2 separate regions of the Macaca mulatta genome follow, and region 2 is linked to region 1. Evidence: chromatin contacts called from public Hi-C data. All regions are on one chromosome and are shown on one strand. The core of a region is the stretch at or near the end of the contact, and the rest is flanking DNA. Distances in the headings are between cores, read along the strand shown.

Region 1 (3,156 bases), core at 293-2,792:
AGGTGGGCGGATCATGACATCAGAAGATCGAGACCATCCTGGCTAACATGATGAAACCCCGTCTCTACTAAAAAAATACAAAAAACTAGCGGGGCGAGGTGGCGGGCGCCTGTAGTTTCAGCTACTCGGGAGGCTGAGGCAGGAGAATGGCGTGAACCTGGGAGACGGAGCTTGCAGTGAACCGAGATAGCGCCACTGCACTCCAGCCTGAGCAACAGAGCGAGACTCGGTCTCAAAAAAAAAAAAAAAAAAAAAAAAAAAAAAGTTTTAAAAAGCGTGCGGTTGCGGTAGCTCACGCCTGTAATCCCAGCACTTTGGGAGGCTGATGCGGGCGGATCACCTGAAGTCAGAAGTTAGAGACCAGCCTGACAAATATGAAGAAACCCCGTCTATACTAAAAATACAAAATTAGCTGGGCGTGGTGACACATGCCTGTACTCCCAGCTACTCCGGAGGCTGAGGCAGGAGAATTGCTTGAACCTGGGAGGCATATGTTGTAGTGAGCCGAGATCGTGCCACTGCACTCCAGCCTGGGCAACAAGAGCAAAACTCCATCTCGAAAAAAAAGGGTTTTTTTTTTTTTTTTTTTAATTATAAAAATTAAAAGGGGGAAATTGTAAAATACAATAAAATTCCTCTTCAAAGGTTTAGTCTGTTAACTTCCTTGTTCTTTGTTCTCAGACTCAACTTTCTTGTTCTCCATGCCTCCTTACCCCTAGTTACTGTAACAACCTTGCTTCCCATCAGCTCTAATCAATAACTCACATCTGTTCCCTTGATTACTCACTCTGCACCCTTTCCACCCTTCAGAACCAAAAGTCCTAGCACTGTGACTTATACATGCCCCTTCCCTTCCTTATTTGGAAAAACATTTACAAATAGCCAATTGGGTCAGTTTAGATTGTGCGGTCCAACCCCAGCCCATGGGGCAGTAACACAGAGGTAGAGACTTTACGTTAAAAAAATAAACCCTTTCCCTCCTTTGTTCAGGGTGCTCTTGCGAATCGTGATTAACGCAAATAAAAATCTTCTGCAGAAGTAAATTGCCTTACTAAAAAAACTTTTGCCTGAGTACTGGTTTCACTTTGCGCCACCGTATATTTTACTTCCAACAGTATTATTAATATGACAACAAAATACTTCTGTTCACCGTCTCAATAACATTCAAAAAGAGAGTAAAAAAGAGAGAATTTTCCCATGCTCTGAGGTGGACGTGGCTCAGCTCAGGGAGGAAGCCCTGTTGAAAAGGCTGCAACTTACGCTGTTACTTTTCTTCACTCAGCCCAGCATCTGATCACATCTTCTGTCACTCAGGGCCTGAGGGGGCGGAGCCTTAAGCATTATCCAATCAGGGACGCTGGGCTGGAAACGTCCAATCAGGCACGCAGCCTGAGCGAACAGCCCCGCATCTGATCACGTCTTCTGTCACTCAGGGCCTGAGGGGTCGGGGCCTTAAGCATTATCCAATCAGGGACGCTGGGCTAGAAACGTCCAATCAGGCACGCAGCCGGAGCGAACAGGGCGGCTTCTGGTTTGGCGGGTCCTTTGTCTCTGGGTGCAGCCGGAGCTCCTCGTCTCCTGTTTACTGCTCTGTGTCCTGTACTCCTAGAGGCCCAGCCTCTGTGGCCCTGTGATCTGCAGGTATTGTGAGATCCACAGCTGAGACACCAGGACCCCTGGAAGCCTAGAAATGGTGAGAGTGCCGGTCGGACATCCCAAGCGAAGGGCAGGGGCTGGTTGGAACCGGTGGAAAGTGACGGTGGCGGGACTCAGGTATCCCCTTAGTCAGCTCCACAATTTGCGCCCCGAGTTCTTCTTGCCCAGCTGGGCCTCGGTTCCCTTCAGCCAAAAGATGGCGGCTGCGCTGACAGCCCAGCCCCCAGGCGTCCTGTCTCTTCACTGCGCGGTGACTGTGCCCTGGCCTCGAGCCCTCTCTGGGCAGCTCTGCCCCCGCAGCGCCGCTTCTCTCCCAGATTGTGCAGGGAACACGGGAAGAGTCGTCAGGGGAGAATCCTGACTCGGAGTGCGGGTTCACGAATGGGAAGAGCTTTAGTGCCTTGGGTTCACAGTTTCTCTTTTCTATTAAAAATTTATGGGGCTGGGCGCGGTGGCTCATTCCGGTAATCCCAGCACTTTGGGAGGCCGAGGCAGGCGGATCACTTGAGGTAAGGAGTTGTTAGGACAAACTAAGCTCCTCCTCAAAGACTTAACTTCCTGGTCATAAGTTGTAAAAATTGTAAATCAACCCTACCTCTTCTTCCGCCTTCTCCTTTTCTCAAAACATCGCGCGTTTATCCTATTTGGAAAAAGTTTGTATCTAGCCCAACCGGGATCAGCTTAGATTGTGCAGTCCGACCGCAGCCTATATGGGAAGGACACAAAAATAGGAACAGCGTTAGGGTTAAATACCCCTTCCTGGCCCAGCGCGGTGGCTCATGCCTGTAATCCTAGCACTTTGTGAGGCCGTGGCGGGTGGATCACAAAGTCAGGCGTTGTAGGCCAGCCTGGCCAACATGGTGAAACCCCGTCTCTACTAAAAATACAAAAATTAGCCGGAGTTGGTGGCAGGCGCCTTTAGTAATTCCAGCTACTTGGGAGGCTGAGGCACTAGACTGGCTTGAACCTGGGAGGCGGGGTGCAGTGAGCTTATATCTTGCCATTGTACTCCAGCCTTGGTGACAGAGTGAGACTCCGTCTAAAAAAAAAAAAGACATCTTAAAATGGCCTTCCCTTATGTAAAACTGTGTTTAAGTAATTTCACGGATTTTTCAAACACTGAGTTTCAAAAACCAACTGAATAACTCTGACATGACAATTAAAGCTTGAACCTGGTGACTCCAAGCTAAGGCTAATATTAAGCCTGAAACAGGAGGGTTTTTTTTTTTTTTTTTTTTGGGACAGAGTTTTGCGTTTTGCCCTTGTCGCCCAGGTGGAGTGCAATGGCGTGACCATGGCTCACTGAAACCTCCACCTCCTGGGTTCAAGCGATTCTCCTGCCTCAGCCTCTCAAGTAGCTGGGATTACAGGCATGCACCATCATGCCTGGCTAATTTTGTATTTTTAGTAGAGACGGGTTTTCTCCATGTTGGTCAGGTTGGTCTCGAGCTCCCGACCTCAGGTGATCTGCCTGCCTTGGCCTCCTGAAGTGCTGGGATT
Region 2 (3,009 bases), core at 266-2,765, 140 kb after region 1:
CCATGTTCAATTGGGTTCAAAATTAATATTTAACTTTTCCTCCACAAATTCCCCCCGCTTTTTTTTTTTGAGACGGAGTCTTGCTCTGTCGCCCAGGCTGGAGTGCAGTGGCACGATCTCAGCTCACTGCAAGCTCCGCCTCCCGGGTTCACGCCATTCTCCTGCCTCAGCCTCCCCCCTAGCTGGGACTACAGGCGCCTGCCGCCATGCCCGGCTAATTTTTTTCGGTATTTTTTTTAGTAGAGACGGGGTTTCACCGTGTTAGCCAGGATGGTCTCAATCTCTTGACCTCGTGATCCTCCCGCCTCGGCCTCCCATAGTGCTGGGATTACAGGCGTGAGCCACCGCTCCCGGCCAAATTCCCCTGTCTTGATGAACGGGCTCTGTCTAGACCAAAGGCAAGGTAAATTCCTTAGGCTGTTACACAATCTCCGCCTCCTGGGTTCAAGAGATTCCCCTGCCTCAGCCTCCGGAGTAGCTGGGACTACAGGTGTGCGCACCAGCACACCCAGCTAATTTTTTGTATTTTTAGTAGAAATGGGCTTTCACCATGTTGGCTAGGCTGGTCTTGAACTCCTGACCTCAAGTTATCCGCCCACCTTGGACTTCCAAAGTCCTGGAATTACAGGTGTGAGCCACCGCGCCTGGTTCTAAATGATTTCTATTTCCTGTAACAATTTGAAATTACTTAAAGGTTGTTTCAAATTGAGAAAAATAAAAAGAATGTAGATAAAAATATAAAAAGTTACAAAATTACAAGAGATTATGAAATATATGTGTAAATCTCGAGCTGTCAAAAGTGACAAATTTGATTTATGTATAAGGTTTTATTAAAATTAGCTTTAGTATTGGGAATACATTATTATCAAAGTAAAAGTTGATTTTCTCTTGAACCAAAATTTTATGTATTATTAATATGACAGAAAAATACTTCTGTTCACCTTTTGAACACATTGAAAAAGAGTAAAAAAGATATAGAATTTTCCCATACTCGGGCCGGGCGCAGTGGCTCACACCTGTAATCCCAGCACTTTGGGAGGCCGAGACGGGCGGATCACGAGGTCAGGAGATCGAGACCATCCTGGCTAACACGGTGAAACCCCGTCTCTACTAAAAATACAAAAAACTAGCCGGGTGCCGTGGCGGGCGCCGGTAGTTCCAGCTACACTGGAGGCTGAGGCAGGAGAATGGCGTGAACCCGGGAGGCGGAGCTTGCAGTGAGCCGAGATTGCGCCACTGCACTCCAGCCTGGGCGATAGAGAGAGACTCCGTCTAAAAAAATAAATAAATAAATAAATAAAAATAAAAAGAACTTTCCCATACTCTAGGGTGGGCCTGGCTCAGCTCAGGGAGGAAGCCCTGCCTGAAAAGGCTGCAGCTTTCATCCCTCAGCCCAGCATCTGATCACATCTTCTGTCACTCAGCGGCTGAGTGGGCGGGGCCTTAAGCATTATCCAATCAGGGACGCTGGGCTGGAAACCGTCCAATCAGGCAGGCAGCTGGAACAAAGAGGACGGCTTCCGGGTTTGGCGCGGCCTTTGTCTCTCGATGCATCGGGAGCTCTAGGTTTCTTCTTCGCTACTGTGTGTCCTCTGCTCCTAGAGGCGCAGCCTCTGTGGCCCTGTGTCCTGCAGGTATTGGGAAATCCACAGCCAAGATGACGGGACTCCCTGGGAGCCTAGGAATGGTGAGCGTGCCGGTTTGACATCCTGAGAGAGGGGAGGGACTGGTTGATGGGAAGTGGCTGTGGCGGCACTCAGGCCTCCCCGAAGTCAGCTCCACAGTCTGCGCCCTGAGTTCTCCTGGCCCAGCTCGGCCTCAGTCCCCTCCAGTCATAAGATGGCTGCGGCGCTGTCAGCCAGTCCAGGGCTCCTGTCTCTTCCCTGCGCAGTGACTGTGCCCTGGCCTGGCACCCTCTGGGCAGCAGCTCTGCACCCGCAGCTCCGGGTCTCTCCCAGATTGTCAGGAACCACGAGAAGGTCATCAGGGGAGATCTTGACTCGGGGTGCGCGTTCACGAATGGGAAGAGCTTTGGTCCTTGGGGTTCACAGTTTCTCTTTTCTCCTGTTAAAAATTTATGGGGCCGGGCGCGGTGGCTCACGCCTGTAATCCCAGCATTTTGGGAGGCGAAGGCGGAGGGATCACTTGAGGCAAAGGATTGTCAGACAAACTAAGTTCCTCTTCAAAGACTCAGCTTCCTGGTCAGAAGTTGTAAAAGTTGGAAATCAACCCTACCCCTTCTTCCCCCTTTTCCGTTTCTCGCAAATCGCGCGTTTATCCTATTTGGAAAAGTTTGGGTCTAGCCAACCGGGATCAGTTTAGATTGTGCGGTCTCACCCCAGCCAATGGGGGAAGGACACAAAACCAAAAACTACGTTGGGGTTAAAAACCCATTCCTGGTCGGGCGCGGTGGCTCAGACCTGTAATCCCAGCACTTTGAGAGGCCTAGGCGGACGTATCACGTGGTCAGGAGTTCTAGACCATCCTGGCCAGCATGGTGAAACCCCGTCTCTACTAAAAATACAAAAATTAGCCAGGTGTGGTGGCGGGCGCCTGTAATCCCAGTTACTTGGGAGAGTGAGGCATGAGAATTGGTTGAACCCAGGAGGAAGAGGTTGAAGTGAGCTGAGATCGCGCCATCGCACTTCAGCGTGCGGGACAGAGCAAGACTCCTCAAAAAAAAAAAAAAAGTAAGAATCTTAAAATTTTCTTCCTTTATGTAAACACTGTGTTTAAGTAATTTCACTGGATTTTTCAAACAGTTTCAAGAACGAAGTGAATAACACTGACACGGAAATTAAAGCTTGAACCTGGTAATCCAAGCTAAGGCTAATATGAAGCCTGCAAAAGGAGGGGTTTAAAAAAAATTTTTTTTTGTTTTGACACGGAGTTTAGCTCTTATTGCCCAGGCTGGAGTGCAATGGTGTGATCTCGGCTCACCACAACCTCTGCCTCCCTAGTTCAAGGGATTCTCCTACCACAGCCTCTGGAGTAACTGGGATTACAGGC

The links. Hi-C and Micro-C count contacts between places; a contact is called where the count stands out from the background.
Region 2: a Hi-C map of fetal cortex germinal zone shows a contact between it and region 1, with 12 times the contacts expected there. The contact joins the promoter of LOC100429350 here to the promoter of LOC720434 in region 1. A contact is called at or near these places in 3 of 14 Hi-C or Micro-C datasets (fetal cortex germinal zone, fetal cortical plate and liver).

The regions. Positions count from the first base shown.
Region 1 is chr19:20,579,945-20,583,100 of T2T-MMU8v2.0, forward strand. It overlaps LOC720434, which reads left to right and starts at 1,543. Exons shown (of 3, transcript XM_077978611.1): 1 at 1,543-1,693. The coding sequence starts at 1,691.
Region 2 is chr19:20,724,460-20,727,468 of T2T-MMU8v2.0, forward strand. LOC100429350 reads left to right here and starts at 1,516. Exons shown (of 13, transcript XM_077978589.1): 1 at 1,516-1,687. The coding sequence starts at 1,658. The region is part of intron 4 of ZNF682 (zinc finger protein 682); the gene reads right to left.